Regions from separate parts of the Mus musculus genome. Here region 1 is linked to region 2. Evidence: chromatin contacts called from public HiChIP or PLAC-seq data. All regions are on one chromosome and are shown on one strand. The core of a region is the stretch at or near the end of the contact, and the rest is flanking DNA. Distances in the headings are between cores, read along the strand shown. Region 1 holds the start of Lyrm7 (LYR motif containing 7). Region 2 holds the start of Slc22a4 (solute carrier family 22 (organic cation transporter), member 4).

What was found. HiChIP or PLAC-seq counts read pairs in DNA pulled down with a chosen protein or histone mark.
Region 1: an H3K4me3 HiChIP or PLAC-seq map of bone marrow-derived macrophages shows a contact between it and region 2, with 7 times the contacts expected there. The contact joins the promoter of Lyrm7 here to the promoter of Slc22a4 in region 2. A contact is called at or near these places in 4 of 39 promoter capture datasets (3T3-L1-derived adipocytes, the HPC-7 cell line, cranial neural crest and 1 more) and 7 of 115 datasets of contacts at active chromatin or transcription factors (T-cell acute lymphoblastic leukemia, astrocytes, bone marrow-derived dendritic cells and 4 more).

The regions. Positions count from the first base shown.
Region 1 is chr11:54,859,334-54,862,033 of GRCm38.p6, reverse strand. Lyrm7 (LYR motif containing 7) reads left to right here and starts at 1,437. Exons shown (of 5, transcript NM_029327.5): 1 at 1,437-1,482. The coding sequence starts at 1,465. Gm31490 (a long non-coding RNA gene) reads right to left here and starts at 2,220. Exons shown (of 3, transcript XR_879859.2): 1 at 1,994-2,220; 2 at 4-118.
Region 2 is chr11:54,026,751-54,029,450 of GRCm38.p6, reverse strand. Slc22a4 (solute carrier family 22 (organic cation transporter), member 4) reads left to right here and starts at 1,347. Exons shown (of 10, transcript NM_019687.4): 1 at 1,347-1,867. The coding sequence starts at 1,475.

The DNA.
Region 1 (2,700 bases), core at 188-2,687, 830 kb before region 2:
TACCTGGATGTGTATGTATACCGTGTCCTTGGAGGCCAGAAGGTGTCAGATCCCCTGGGACTGGAGTTCAGGCAGTTGTTAGCTGCCATATGGGTGTTGGGAAATAATCTCAGGTCCTCTGGAAAGAACAGCAGTGTTCTTAGGCTTTGGGCCAGCTCTCCAGCCATCAATAACAATTTTTAAAAGTTGACAATTATCTTTGTGTTCTTATATAAGACTCCCTAGGCATGGTATTTCACATTTGTAATCCCAGCCTTGGGGAGGTAGAGATGGGAAGATCTCTGAGACCAGGACAGCCAGTCTAGCCTAACCAGTGAGTTCTGGGCCAATTCTAGGTTTTGAACAAGGTAGAAAGCATTCCTGAGGACGAGTACAGGTTTGGTGGTGACAACTTTTATTCCAGCACTCCAGAGGCAGCAGATCTCAAAGTTTGAGGCCAGCCTGATCTATATAACAAGTTCCACACCAGACAGGGTTACTGTGACACCCTGTCTCAAAAGCAGAATTTTTTTTTCCTTTTTGTTTTTTGATTGACACAGAGTCTCATATAGTCTAGACCAGGGCTGTCCTTGAATTCTTGATGCTCCTGACTTTACCTTCCAAATACTGGGTTTTCAAGTATATCCCACCACACTCAGCTTAATCAAAGATTAAGAATCTTTGATTCTTAATAAACAGTCAGTTTTACCTAAAAGTAGCCTAAAATGTTACAGGAATGTTGAACGCAAATGATTGCGGAACAGGAGCAAGGTGGAAATTTTTATCCATGCCTGCAAGTACTAAGTTAAAATGTATATAAATGTTTTATGGTTATTACTATGAAGCTTCTAATAAATTATTTCCTACCTCAGCAAAACCAAAGAACGGGGCAAGATAAGTAGGGCAATAATGCAGAAGGTGAGGAGGCTCTGGGATCAAGGGTGTGAACTTGAGCAGGCAACTCAACCGCACCTTTGGGGGGAATAATTAAGAGAATGTACAAACAGAACGTTCTGGAGTCAGCGTTCTGATATGTATGGGCTGTGGTTGTTAGGACTTAGCTTTTGTTTGCTTACGTTCCCAAGGAGACAGTCACAGCCCGGAAACCTTATAATATAGACACTTAAGAGACGCCCACGCCCTTAAACAAGAGATAAAAAACGAGCAGGTTCCGAGGCCACCCAGTAACAAACAGTGTGCGCGAGCGGCACGCTAGGCGCGGCGGAGTGAAGTCTGCCCCTAACAAACATGGCTTCTCAGCTACTTCCGTCCTCCTGTCCGTAATTTGGCACCGCGGCTTCTCGCGTTTTTATACTTAGCTCTGCTTAGCAAACGCCTGAACTTCCTCCTGCGGGGAAGGCGGGCTAGGAAGGACATGTTGCATTCTGATTGGTTGCTATGCGGAGCGTCGCCAGCTGTGCCCCGGCCCTGATTGGTTGCCAAGAGGGGGCGCCCTCAGAGGCGGAGTCAGCGGCGTGGGGAGCCATGGGTCAGCCCGCCAAGGTGACAGGGCCGGGAGGAGGGTGCAGGGATGCTGAGGCTCAAGACCCCGGCAAGGGAGGGAGGCGACCCCGAGGGGGGCTGAGAGTGTAAGAGGGTGACAACCTTCAGGGGCAATGAGTGGTAGAGGGTGACAATTTTGAGGGCAGTGAGGAGAGACGACCCTATGGACCGTGAATGGAGGAGGTTGATAGCCATGTGGAAGAGTGAATGATGAGGGAGACAACCTGGAGGGGCTGCAGTGGAGAAGGGGGGGACAGTGAGTGAGGAGGGAGTGGATCTCGAGGGGCGCGGAGCGGAGGAGGGTGACAGCCACACGAGACAATGAATGAGGAGGATGGCTGATCCATGAAAGGTAGTGAATAGAGGAGACTGATGACCATAAACCGACCACCTATGCCTTAATAAAGAAGTTCCATAGTAGGAAGACTATAAACAACTAATAAAATCGTAAGAAGTGCTTCAAATTAATAAACAGCATGTTTTGTGAACCTATAAATAGGATTTAACTTACCTAGAGGAATACAGAAATCTCTAGTGGGCGAGAGGCAGCATTGCTGAGCCTACTTGTTGATGGCAAGCCCAGGCAACATAGATCTTGTCTCGAAATTTAAGAATCACGGGGACTTATAGGCAGACACCTGAAGTTTGATTAAGAATTAGGAGGGGCTGGCCTCAGACTTGTAGCTCACACCGGCGGCCAATTCTCAGCAATCTTCATGCTAAGTGCTGGGAATCTGACTCCCGAGCCACTACGCCCAGCTACTTTTTGCGTTTGAAAAGAAGTTTCTTAGTAGGGCTGAGGTTGTATTTAACTTTTAAGTTGGAGCCCTTAGCATTTTCAAGGCATTGGCTTCCATGCCCAACAGTGCATAAATAATAAGTAAAAAGATATGATTAGCTACAATGTAATGCCGGTTCTAGTAGATTTGTGGTAATGAAGATCACATTTTCTTTTAAAATAACTTTTTCAACTATTTTATTTGCAAGGCATGTATGTCTGTGCACCATGTGCATGTCTGGTACTCACAGAGGCCAGAAGAGGGTGTCAGATTCCTTGGAACCGAAGTTACAGGAGGTTGTCAGCTGCAGTATGGCTGATGGGAAGAGCCTGGTTCCTTTGTGAGAGCAGCCAGTGCTTTAACCTCAGAGCCATCTCTCCAGCCCCCATTTTCTTTTTATTAGGATAATGGTCTTAAGCTAGTGGTGCTGTTTTTATAT
Region 2 (2,700 bases), core at 98-2,597:
TCCCAGCACTTGGGAGGCAGAGACAGGCAGAGCTAGCTCTGTGAGTCAAGACCAGCCAGGTCTACATAGCAAGTTCCAGGACAGCCAGGGCTACATCCGAAGACCCTGTCTCAAACGAACAAAAGTAAAAAGCTAGTGTCCTGGCATACTAGGAGATGCGGCTTAAATGACAGGAAAAGAAATGTAAGTTACTGGTGGGAAGTCAGCCTAACAGTAGGACTCATGGGGGAAACTAACAAAAACAAAGAAAAAAGCAGAAGTCTCCTTCAGTTCCTTGCCAGAGTCTGATGAGACAACCCGGTTTGTGCAAAGTGTTGGGCTACTCAGCCTTACAGTCTCTCCAGGCCTGTGGATCCCAGGCTAGGGGAGCCCAGCTCTAGCTTGGGCTAGCTTGTACACTGTGCCCAGGACCTTAGATGTGAATACTGAGCAGAGAGAGAAAAAAGGCAATCCCGCTTTTGGTTACCCTGCCAGTTCTGAGGGCCAAATCTCACCAGTTTGTCCTCTCTCTGTCCCTTCCTCCCTCTGTTCCTAGACTAGAATGGGCCTTTCTGCAAATAGCCTTTCAGTCCAAGAAGGCTTTGGCACCGTGCCGCAATAAAGGACTCCGGGTGCCCCGAGAGTGCAAAAGGACAAACACCGAGCCCAGGCGTGGTGACTCCTCTATGCTCCCTCAGTGGGCCGACTTCCCTCTGGTGTCTCTATAAAGGCCACAGGGAATCTTTCGAAAGGACACTAGAACGACTCAGGGGCCCGTGATCCAGCCCTTCTAATCCAGGGCGCGCCTCTGACTCAGCATGACCTCGCACATCCTTTTCTGGCTCCAGGTCCACAGTCGCCTCTTTGCAAGGTGAGGATCCTGCTTTTCCAAGGACGCTTCTCGGGCCGCCGCCGTCCCGTGATGGACTACGGCCATGCTAAGGTTCATAAGTGAGTTCCCACGCTGGTGTGTGTGAAGAGGTGGCGCTCCTGTCCCCCACACAGGTCTCTTGGGAGCGCAGACTTGATTAACTGACCGGTCCGCCTGCTCATAATCCAGGCTGGGATTGTGGAGCAACGAACTCCTGCTCCGGGCTAGGCCTGGCTTTCGGGACGCTCCTCCCTGTCGCTCTCCCTCCCACGTGGGGCCGAGAAAGCCGGAGCTCCTAGCTGCACGCGCGTTGTCCGGCCGATTCCGGGCGGGAGGCCTGCGTGGAAGGCCGCTGGGTGCAAGGAACGGAGCAGGAGGCTGAGCCGGCCCGAGAGCTCCGCCCAGATCGGTGGAGTGCAGTGGCCTTTCGCTGCCTAGCCGCACGGGGGTGTGGTCCAGAGGACTCGGCTTCCCGGCGCTCCGCGCCAACCCCTGGGAGTTTTGCAGCACCCACGGCGTGTTTGCACGCAGCCACCTAGGAAGATCCCCTCAGCGCGCCGCAATCGCTGAATCCTTTCTCTCCACCCACCTCCCTCACGCAAGCTGAGGAGGAGAGGTGGAAACATGCGGGACTACGACGAGGTGATCGCCTTCCTGGGCGAGTGGGGGCCCTTCCAGCGCCTCATCTTCTTTCTGCTCAGCGCCAGCATCATCCCCAATGGCTTCAATGGTATGTCAGTCGTGTTCCTGGCGGGGACCCCCGAGCACCGTTGCCTGGTTCCTGACACTGTGAACCTGAGCAGCTCCTGGCGCAACCACAGCATCCCCTTGGAGACGAAGGACGGACGACAGGTGCCTCAGAGCTGCCGCCGCTACCGACTGGCCACCATCGCCAACTTCTCTGCGATGGGGCTGGAGCCAGGACAGGACGTGGATCTGGAGCAGCTGGAGCAGGAGAGCTGCCTGGATGGCTGGGAGTACGACAAGGACATCTTCCTGTCCACCATCGTGACAGAGGTAGGTGGTAGTGCTGGAGCTGGACATTGGGAATGGAGACTCCGTTGCATCCGTGCCCCCAACAGCCCCTGACAGTGCCTGGGTCAGTGTCACCTACTGTCTCAAAACTTCCAGGCACAGAGTGGGGTTGTGAGTGTATTCTCAGCGCACACTCAGAGCTGATGAATTTCTGTGTGGCATGGAGGGGATGAAAAAAAGAGAGTGTTGTCATCAACTGCCTTTTCCTTTCTGAGTTTCACAACAGAGTTTCCCAAGAGCCCTGGTGCTTCCCTGGGCAGGCCAAACCAGACTGTCTTGATTTATAGTCATAGCTATTTCCTTGCTACAGAGAATGGCTACAGTGGTCTGTTGATGGACACAAGGAAGGGTCTTGAGACAGAAGGGCCTCTATGTCGAGGCCCCCACTTTCTCGAAAAAGAGGCAGCAGCCCCTTCCTTGACACTGGTTGGATGTAAGGAGTCAAAACTAGAACCTGGCCTTTGGACACTCAAGGAAAGACCCGTACTTCTGAGGGAAGTGTAAGCTGGTGATCAAGGCTCCAGCTGAGCCCACTGCCTTACCTCTAAGTGATCAGGGAATAGGTTCCCCAAGTCACCAGAGTCTGAATGTGGACCTACTACTCCCTCTTAGTTTCCTGCTGCGTATTTGCTGAGGACCAGGTCATAACAGATAAGACAAGCACTGTTTCTGGCAAGAGCATCACCCAGAACTGATTACCTGCTGTTGGTCAAGCTGGTAGAAAATCTGCCTTCCCACCATTGCTGCTTCTGGTCTGTCTTTTTTTTTCCCTAGGCTGGTTAAACAAAAAACCAACTAGGTTCCTCCCAATGAGA